3 separate regions of the Mus musculus genome follow, and regions 1 and 3 are each linked to region 2. Evidence: chromatin contacts called from public HiChIP or PLAC-seq data. All regions are on one chromosome and are shown on one strand. The core of a region is the stretch at or near the end of the contact, and the rest is flanking DNA. Distances in the headings are between cores, read along the strand shown. Region 1 holds the start of Zfp3 (zinc finger protein 3). Region 2 holds the start of Rabep1 (rabaptin, RAB GTPase binding effector protein 1). Region 3 overlaps Rabep1 (rabaptin, RAB GTPase binding effector protein 1).

What was found. HiChIP or PLAC-seq counts read pairs in DNA pulled down with a chosen protein or histone mark.
Region 1: a contact with region 2 is called in an H3K4me3 HiChIP or PLAC-seq map of bone marrow-derived macrophages, with 2.9 times the contacts expected there. The contact joins the promoter of Zfp3 here to the promoter of Rabep1 in region 2. A contact is called at or near these places in 8 of 39 promoter capture datasets (3T3-L1-derived adipocytes, cranial neural crest, embryonic stem cells and 5 more), 3 of 15 datasets of contacts at CTCF or cohesin (CD8 T cells, the NIH/3T3 cell line and large pre-B cells), 4 of 484 Hi-C or Micro-C datasets (Th1 cells, bone marrow-derived macrophages, cerebral cortex and 1 more), 4 of 115 datasets of contacts at active chromatin or transcription factors (the SCID.adh cell line, bone marrow-derived macrophages, embryonic stem cells and 1 more) and 4 of 9 other capture datasets (adipose tissue, liver, macrophages and 1 more).
Region 3: a contact with region 2 is called in an H3K27ac HiChIP or PLAC-seq map of bone marrow-derived dendritic cells, with 2.9 times the contacts expected there. The contact joins the enhancer-like site here to the promoter of Rabep1 in region 2. A contact is called at or near these places in 4 of 484 Hi-C or Micro-C datasets (bone marrow-derived macrophages, nephron progenitors and peritoneal macrophages), 4 of 115 datasets of contacts at active chromatin or transcription factors (the SCID.adh cell line, bone marrow-derived dendritic cells, bone marrow-derived macrophages and 1 more) and 2 of 9 other capture datasets (adipose tissue and pancreatic islet).

What each region holds. Positions count from the first base shown.
Region 1 is chr11:70,763,045-70,765,744 of GRCm38.p6, forward strand. It overlaps Zfp3 (zinc finger protein 3), which reads left to right and starts at 1,403. Exons shown (of 2, transcript NM_177565.3): 1 at 1,403-1,505.
Region 2 is chr11:70,843,341-70,846,040 of GRCm38.p6, forward strand. It overlaps Rabep1 (rabaptin, RAB GTPase binding effector protein 1), which reads left to right and starts at 1,421. Exons shown (of 18, transcript NM_019400.3): 1 at 1,421-1,668. The coding sequence starts at 1,635.
Region 3 is chr11:70,916,841-70,919,540 of GRCm38.p6, forward strand. Rabep1 (rabaptin, RAB GTPase binding effector protein 1) reads left to right here. Exons shown (of 18, transcript NM_019400.3): 9 at 475-942; 10 at 2,337-2,441. Among named protein-coding and RNA genes, the nearest start is that of Nup88, 52 kb to the right of the region's middle. Within about 2 kb of position 1,266, at least 33 of the 459 cell types and tissues checked have an H3K27ac peak or open chromatin away from gene starts, as enhancers often do. A contact at or near this core is called in bone marrow-derived dendritic cells and bone marrow-derived macrophages, where this site is marked.

The sequences.
Region 1 (2,700 bases), core at 153-2,652, 80 kb before region 2:
AGAAGCTGGAGGGGCAGAACAGTCCACGTCTTTCTTTATACCAGAAACAGAACTAGAGAAGTTGGTGTTTTCTTGCTCAGGTTTAGTTATTCCCTCCCTGTGCCCCCATCTCTCCCTTTGGGAATAGTCATGTGTATTCTGCACTGTTATATTTTGGAGCATCGGGATTACAGTTGCTCATGGGCTCTGGGGATTCGAACTCAGGTCCTTCCACTGCATGGCAAGTGCTTTAACTCCATGAGTCATCTCCCCAGCCCTTACCTCAGAACTAGTTACTCAAAACTAGTTACCCCCCCTGCCTTTTCTTCAAATGTCTTGTTTTTATTTCATTTATTTATTTTGTTTAACAGTACTAGGGGTTGAATTTAGGGCCTACCTAGCACATTCCAGGCAAGTGCTCGACCTCTAAGCCACACCCCCAGCCTCCTTTGCCTTTTCTCGGTTCAGATCTCCTTGTTTAGGTCTATTACAAAGACCATGGCTTCAGAAAAGACCTGATTCCTTACAAATGTTGCTTCAAACTGCACCACCTTCCCAGATAGCAACTGGAAGGAAGGACTGTTCAGTCTTATTTGTATCTAATGTTCACCTCTGGACCAGTCAGAAGGAAGGGGATAATGTGATTAGTCAAGCCAGGGCCACCACTGAGCATAATTAATTCAAGGCCAGTCCTAACTGCCTCAACCTCTCCCTCCCCCACACAGAGATCTACTTCACTGGGCTTGGTTGCTCACTTCAGCAGTTGGAAGGCTGAGGCAGGAGGATCACCACATTCATAGTCACATACGTGCTGTGCTAAAAGACCAAATTTATTCAAGAAGAGAGAAAGGCCAGCAAATAGTGCAGTTCCCATTGCCTGCGGAAAACGGAAATCACACTCAACCTTGAGTTTTTTGTCAAAGCATCACTCCCTGAAGCCTTCCTGACCTCAAAGCAGGCCTCCCCTCCCCCCTCGCTCCTAGAAGATGACAGGCGCACCCTAAATCTAGGAACCGGAGTTGACAGACTCTTGGAAAGCGGGAGGTGAGGCACAAACGCGGCTGCTCGACACGTCCCCGCGGGAAGCGTGGCGGAGTTTCGAGTTTTCCAGCCCACGGAAACGTCAGGGGCGCGCAGAGCGGCTGCTGCGGGGCGGAAGTGCATCCCCGGGGCCCGTCTAGGAAACCGGGAGGACCCTGCGCGTCAGTGGTCAAGGGACACAGTGGGTTTCGCGAGGTGCATGGGACATTCCAGCTAGCCGACCGGCCCTGTCCGACCGGGCGAAGATGGGGTGAATGTGGGCGAGAACGGCAGACGGGAAAGCTGAGACGGGCATGGGGGCGTGGGCTCGCTGGCCACCTGTTCCTCCCGCGAGTGCGGCTCGCGCGGATTGGCCGCAGTGCGCCCGGTACCGGAAGTGGCCGGCGTGGGTCGCCCGTGACACCAGACAACAGCTGCGGTTCTGTGCGCGCCGCGGTGCAGCGCCTCGGGCCCGGCGGAGGGAGCGTGGGCGGCATCCGCCAGCGGTGAGGCCTCTCTGGTTCCGTCGTGCCCGGGGGAGGAGGGCGCGGGGCTCCCGGCCTGGAGCTGGAGTTCTGACTGTAGGCCCGCCCCTGACTCGGGTTTGCTGTGTGACCTTGGACTTTATGGCATCGGGGGCTCCTACTCATTTGCACACGGAGAGGGTGGAGCCTGGGCACTGTCAGGGGCCCGATCCTAATTCTGCTTGCAGGCCTTGTCAGCCAGGGAAACTGGAGAAGCAGGCTCCGACACGGGCATGCCAAAGACCTATGCCTATTTTTCTTCTCTCTCTCTCTCTCTCTCATTTCATTCTCTAAGTATACTGCTAGAACGAATAGCAGGCAAAAATTGGGGGCCCCGTGGCATGTTGTGACCTGTGCTGGCAGGCAGGACATTGGCTTACTAAGGTTAAAGAAAGATGATAGAATTGGGACTAAAGAGAAGACACAGTAGTTCTTGCTGCTCTTCCAGAAGACCCTAGTTTGGTTCCCAGAACTCAAATCAGGCGCCTCGTATCATCTGTAACTCATGTGCACACACATCTATAACTCTGTAGCAACACACAACTACACATAGTTAAGAATAATAATAATAATCATAAATGAGACTGAATTGAGCACAGAATTGACAGAGTTCCCTTGATCCTGGATACCAAAGGAGGAAGATAAATAGTGTCTTGGGAGAAAGAACTTTTCTTGTTGTTGCCTTAGTTTGACTTTTTTTTTTTTTTTTGAGATAGGGTCTCCCTACATATCTCTGGCTAGTCTTGAACTCACTAGGTAGATCAGGTTGACTTAAGACTTTCAGAGATCCATCTGCTTCTGTCTTCCATGTGCTGATATTAAAGGTGTGGGTCATCGTGCTCGGCTAAGAACTTATTTTTATAAAACGTTGATACCAGTTATCTGTCAGACACTGCTCTGGTCTCTTTAGGGACAATGGTGAATGGAATCTTCAATTAACCTTTAAAACAACTGCAGACATTCACCCAGATAGCTCAGAAACCTCACTTAATGTTTTCCAGGTATCAGAAATGTGCTAAGCACTGAGGTTAACAAGATGAGTAGAATGTCATCCTTGGTCACATTGTAGAACAGTGGTGCTCAGCCTGTGAGGTGCAACCCCTCTGAGACTTGAATATCCCCTTTACAATATATACACTACCACTCGTAATGGCAAAATTATAATTATGAAGACGCA
Region 2 (2,700 bases), core at 171-2,670:
AAATATAACCCCCCTTCATCTTAGTGGGACCTCAGGCAAAAGTACAAACAGATGACTACCTATTTAAAATTATAAACCATTCCAAAGAACTGTGAACCTTACTAGAGCCTAGTCTTCTACTTTGACTAAAGTCAAACCATTAATGACTATTATGGTTTGAATGTAGGCATCTGCAGTGACTCTGGAGCAGACTTGAGCTTAGAACTTTTAGAATCAGAATAAATGAAGAAGAAAAAGAAAGAAAGAAAGAAAGAAAGAAAGAAAGAAAAAGAAAAAGTAGGACCTAGTAGTGGTCCAACCCTGAAATCTCAGCTTCTCAGGAGGATGAAGCAGGATTGCAGACTCAAGGCTAACCTGGGCCATTTAGGGAGAGGGTGTTTCAAAATTAAAAAAACAGAACAAGAACTATTGCTATAGCTGAGTAGTGGAGTGCTTGCCTACTATGCTTAAGGTTAAATCCCCAGGACTGCAGGAGGGAGAAAAAAAGACTAGCATAGATCCCTGGCCTTTGGGGGTATGTGCACTTGAATAAGCTGGTGAGAGGAGCGTAAGCCCTGGCTGGGCTCCTGGTCTGTTGCTTGTCTTCCTTCTTTCCTCACCTGTCTTGCACCACGAAGGATCTGTGAACACACAGAGCAGCTCAAATGTGTAAGTGCTGTGCCACCTCCTCCAAATGCAGCTGCCCTCTGGCACGTTGAGAAACGTTTACACCCTGTCTTATAGAAAAATGAGAGACTACAGCTTCAGCTACCCAGGGAGGGAATTCTGGGCTCATAGGAAGGCAGGTGGACTTGGTCCTGAAGTGCCAGACTGTGTAGACCCCTTGCCCTAGGAAGGCAGCAAGGTCTGAATGAGGCTGGAAAGGAAAGTCTGGAGTCTCCGTATGGCTCTCTTGCCCAGGCAGAAGGGTGGCACTTTCTCCTGTCAAGAATGCAAGCACTGCGTCTGGCTGTATCTCCAACAGCTTCTCTGGGCTGATCACGTTAAAGTCAAACATAGTCGCTTAATGGAAAAAGTGCATTGGCTTGCACATCTGGGGACCAGACCAAGTTCTGGCCATAACAATTCTTCCTACTTTATATCCTCATTTAAACTTTTCTTAGCCGCTCTACTTTTCAAGGTTATGAGGTTAAGGGACTTTCTCAAGGACACACAACTAGGCAAAGTAGCGGCTGGGTTCGCGTGCACCCAGGGTCTCCTCACTCAGCTTGATATTTTTGTCTGTGTCCTGGGAGCCAAGAGCTTGCACAGTCTTCGTCTTTGCAGCCGCCAGTCTCCAACACCCATAGCTCTCTCATCAGCCTCCCTCTGGCTCCCAGGCCCCGGACCCCTCCTCCCTGGTCTCCCTCCCTCCTGAGGCCCCGCCCCTCCCTTAGGCCAGCGTCACGTGCCGTCCCATCCCCCCGCGCCTGCGCACTGCTTATTTCCCGCTGTCAGGATGAGGAGGCGGAGGTCGGCGCTCCGGTCCGTCTCTGCCCGAGGCTGTGGCGGCGCCGGCGGCTCCAGCCTTAGCGGTTCCTCCCTGGGCGGCGGTGGCCGCGGCTCGGTCGACGCCTCCTCCGCCAGCTGAGCCCGCGGCATCCCGGGACGCCGCTTCCCCGCCCATCCCCGTTCTCCGAGGCCGCCCACTGGCCATGGCGCAGCCGGGCCCGGCTCCCCAGCCTGACGGTGAGGCGCCCACCATGGCGGGCGCGGCCTGCCCGGCGCAGCGTCGTGGGGGCCCTTGGGGGCAGGAAGGGCACGCGCGCGGGCCCGGGGGTGACCCACGGACTGGAGGCGGGGGCGCGCGGGCGACGCGTGCTGGGGCAGCCGGGCTGGGGAGGGAGAGGGAGGCGCGCGCGGGCGGCCGCGGGGAAGGGCGTGGGGAGGCTGCAGGGAGGGAGCCGGCGGAGAGGAAGGTGCGGTGGGATCAGCACGTGGGTTCCTCGGGTGGGGAGGATGGAAATGGAGAGCATGTGCTATATTCCTTAAAGAAAACGCGAGCCCTCGCCTTGGTAGTGGCCGTGTGCCCTCTCGCCCCACCTCCGCTCCCGCCTCCTCAGGCCACGCTCCAGCGCTCTTTGCACCGGACTTGTAAAAGTAACTGTGATCCTAAGCATTGGGTAGCATTCTTTTGAGTGGTTGTGTTGCTTCATGGTAAGGCCGGGCTCATATCTTAGTCTCTTAGGGCCTCAGTTTCTGACGAACGAAGAGCGCTTGATTCATGTCTCTTTATCGAGAAAGATGGGCAAGTCTTGGGCCAGGCGATAAAGATGGCAACGTTCATCTGTAAAAGGATAGTTTAGTATTATTTCGAGAGTGTTAGGGATGAAAAGGTGCTCGAGTGGGCCGAAATCGAGGAGTCAATCGTCTTCTCCATTCCGTCTCTACCGTTCAAGCGATGGGGTCTCACTTTGTGGACCATGATGACCTGAAACTCCTGAGCTATCCTGCCTCAGTTTCCTGAGTAGCCAAGACTTAGACGTGCAGGACAGACTGTCTTAATAATGCTCATATTGGAAGAAAAAAAGGGCCTTGTTCTAAATAAGCCATGATGGTTATTAGAACCCTTTATGACCTTTAAACCGACTGAGCTCTGCCCCAGAGTTTTGACCACATTGTTTCAGGTGTTGTTGTCGTCAACCGGGAGTTATGTTTGGAAAGAATGTGCTCCGTCCTTGGCAAGATCTTACTGTATCTAGTTGGGAAAGTTCTTTCAGG
Region 3 (2,700 bases), core at 16-2,515, 73 kb after region 2:
TCTTAAAATTAGAAGTTGTATTTTGTCCGGGCGGTGGCGGTGCACGCCTTTAATCTCAGCACTTGGGAGGCAGAGGCAGAGGCAGGTAGATTTCTGAGTTTGAGGCCATCCTGGTCTATAGAGTGAGTTTCAGGACATCCAGGGCTACAAAGAGAGACCCTGTCATCCAGGGCTACAAAGAGAGACCCTGTCTTGAAAACAACAACAACAACAACAAAAGGTTGTATTTTGTTCACATGTCTAACCTGTGCCTGAATATTACCTAACAAACAGAAGAGATTTACTTGATAAATGGCTAAGTGATTATATGAAGGCAGAAAATTGAGTATGTTTAATATGTGGTGTTATATATATATGTGTGTGTGTGTGCGTGTGTATGTGTATATGTGTGTATGCATGTATGTATGTATGTATGTATTACATGGTGGTTCAGAGAATTATCTAACTTGAAAATAATGTATTTTCACATTTCAGGAGCATTTAGACAGCACCCATGGGTCAGTCCATTCCTTGGATGCAGACTTGATGTTACCATCTGGAGATCCATTTAGTAAATCGGACAATGACATGTTTAAAGATGGACTCAGGAGAGCTCAGTCTACAGACAGCTTGGGAACCTCAAGCTCATTGCAATCCAAAGCTTTAGGCTATAACTACAAAGCGAAATCTGCTGGAAATTTGGATGAGTCGGATTTTGGACCACTGGTTGGAGCAGATTCTGTGTCTGAGAACTTTGATACTGTGTCCCTTGGGTCACTGCAGATGCCAAGTGGATTTATGTTAACCAAAGATCAAGAAAGAGCAATTAAGGCAATGACACCTGAGCAGGAGGAGACAGCATCCCTCCTCTCCAGTGTCACCCAGGGTATGGAGAGTGCATATGTATCTCCCAGTGGTTACCGCTTAGTGAGTGAGACGGAATGGAATCTCCTGCAGAAAGAGGTGAGATATTCTGACCTTGTTTCTTTTGTTCTCTTTTTGTTTTGAGACACAGTTTCATATAGCCCAAGCTAGCCTTCAACTTACTATATAGTGAAGATGACCTTGAAACTCAGAGGATGTATCTTTATCCTCCTGCCTGCACCTTGCCAACCCTGAGTGCACCACCACAGCTTGCTCTCTTCTCTCTCTGGAGGGAATAGGTAACTGATATTCATTGTTGATTCAGGAGATAGTTCCTGGAGTCAGCACAGGCCTGTGCTGCCAGCAAGAATGTGTTGGCACATACCCACCCACTGTCAAGTCTGCCTGTCACAGGAAGCTGGCTAGCCAGTGGTGTTAACAAGCATCACAGTTAGAACAGCCTGAATTTGAGTTTTCAGTTTATTCGAGCTGAGTGAATGCTATGACTCACTCACTTATTTTTTTCTTTCCTTTTAAAATGTAGAAGTGGTCAAGCACCTGATATAGAGCGTGGGTTTAAGGAGGATTGGGAAACATGGGAGAGGGAAAAAAGGCACCCTTGATGAAAAGTAATTTTTCTCAAAATATTTTTAAATGTAAAGATTAAGTATTAAGAATCTAAGTTGTGTTGGGTGTGGTGACACACAGCTTTAATCCCAGCACTCAGGAGGCAGAGGCAGGCGGGTCTTTATGAGTTTGAAGCCAGCCTGGTCTACAAAATGAGTCTAGGACAGCCAGGGCTGTTATACAGAGAAACCCTGTCTGGAAAAATAAAACCAAAAAGGAATGTAAGTTGTATTTGCACACTGCTTTACAGATCTCAAGCCCTTTCACATACCTCATCTCTTTGAGCTTTCTGATCATAAATGAGGCAGTCAGGTCACAACTGTGCCCAGTTACAGATGAAGAAACTGGCTCAGAAAGATCGAGCAGAGCCTGTGTTAGACTCTAGGAGTTCTGGCCGTAGTGCTTTCCCTTCTCAGGGCTCCTTCTCTTTGGAGAAGCACGCAGTAAATGGAGCAGCCTGCTAAACCTAAGTACATTGTCCTTGAGCCATGCCGGACATGTCAAGACCATGCTGCTTCCGGAGCTCATGATGGGGGACTCGCTGCTGCCTGTCTTTCCTTCCTCCTTTTGTTAGGTAGTGTTGAGTGTATGGTGTAGCACCTCTTGCTTGCTCTGTGTGTTCTTCAAATGTGGTGTTTTGTGGCCCTTGGTGCTAAGTTGTGTCCATTGTTTTTCTATCATACTTGTACTAGAAATTACAACTTCTAGAATCTGACACTATATTTTAACTTTTTCCTGTAAATCTCTGAAGCATTTACTCTGTGCTATGCATTGAGTAACATTGGTAAGAACGTGTGTTTGTTCCTTGAGTATGAGACAGAATTATTTTGTTTTGGCTGATAAGTGGTAATTTTGGTGCCCTTCAGGTACATAATGCTGGAAATAAGCTTGGTAGACGTTGTGATATGTGTTCCAATTATGAAAAACAGTTACAAGGAATTCAGATTCAGGAAGCTGAAACAAGAGACCAGGTGAGTTTCATTAGAGCCACAGAGTTGCATTTTTTTTTCCGTCTGCTATATGAAGTGTATCTATCTGGTTATGGAATAATCTAGCACACACAGCGGCAACAGTGGCAGCTGATTTCCAATGAGAGCCCAGTAGGAATGGGTATCCATTTTTCATTAGCATGCTAACACTATATCAGCTAGCTCAGCCCTCAGAGGTGCCAGCAAACCTTAGCACCTTTCTCTGCACTCCATCACCCAAACACCTAAACCTGATGCTGGC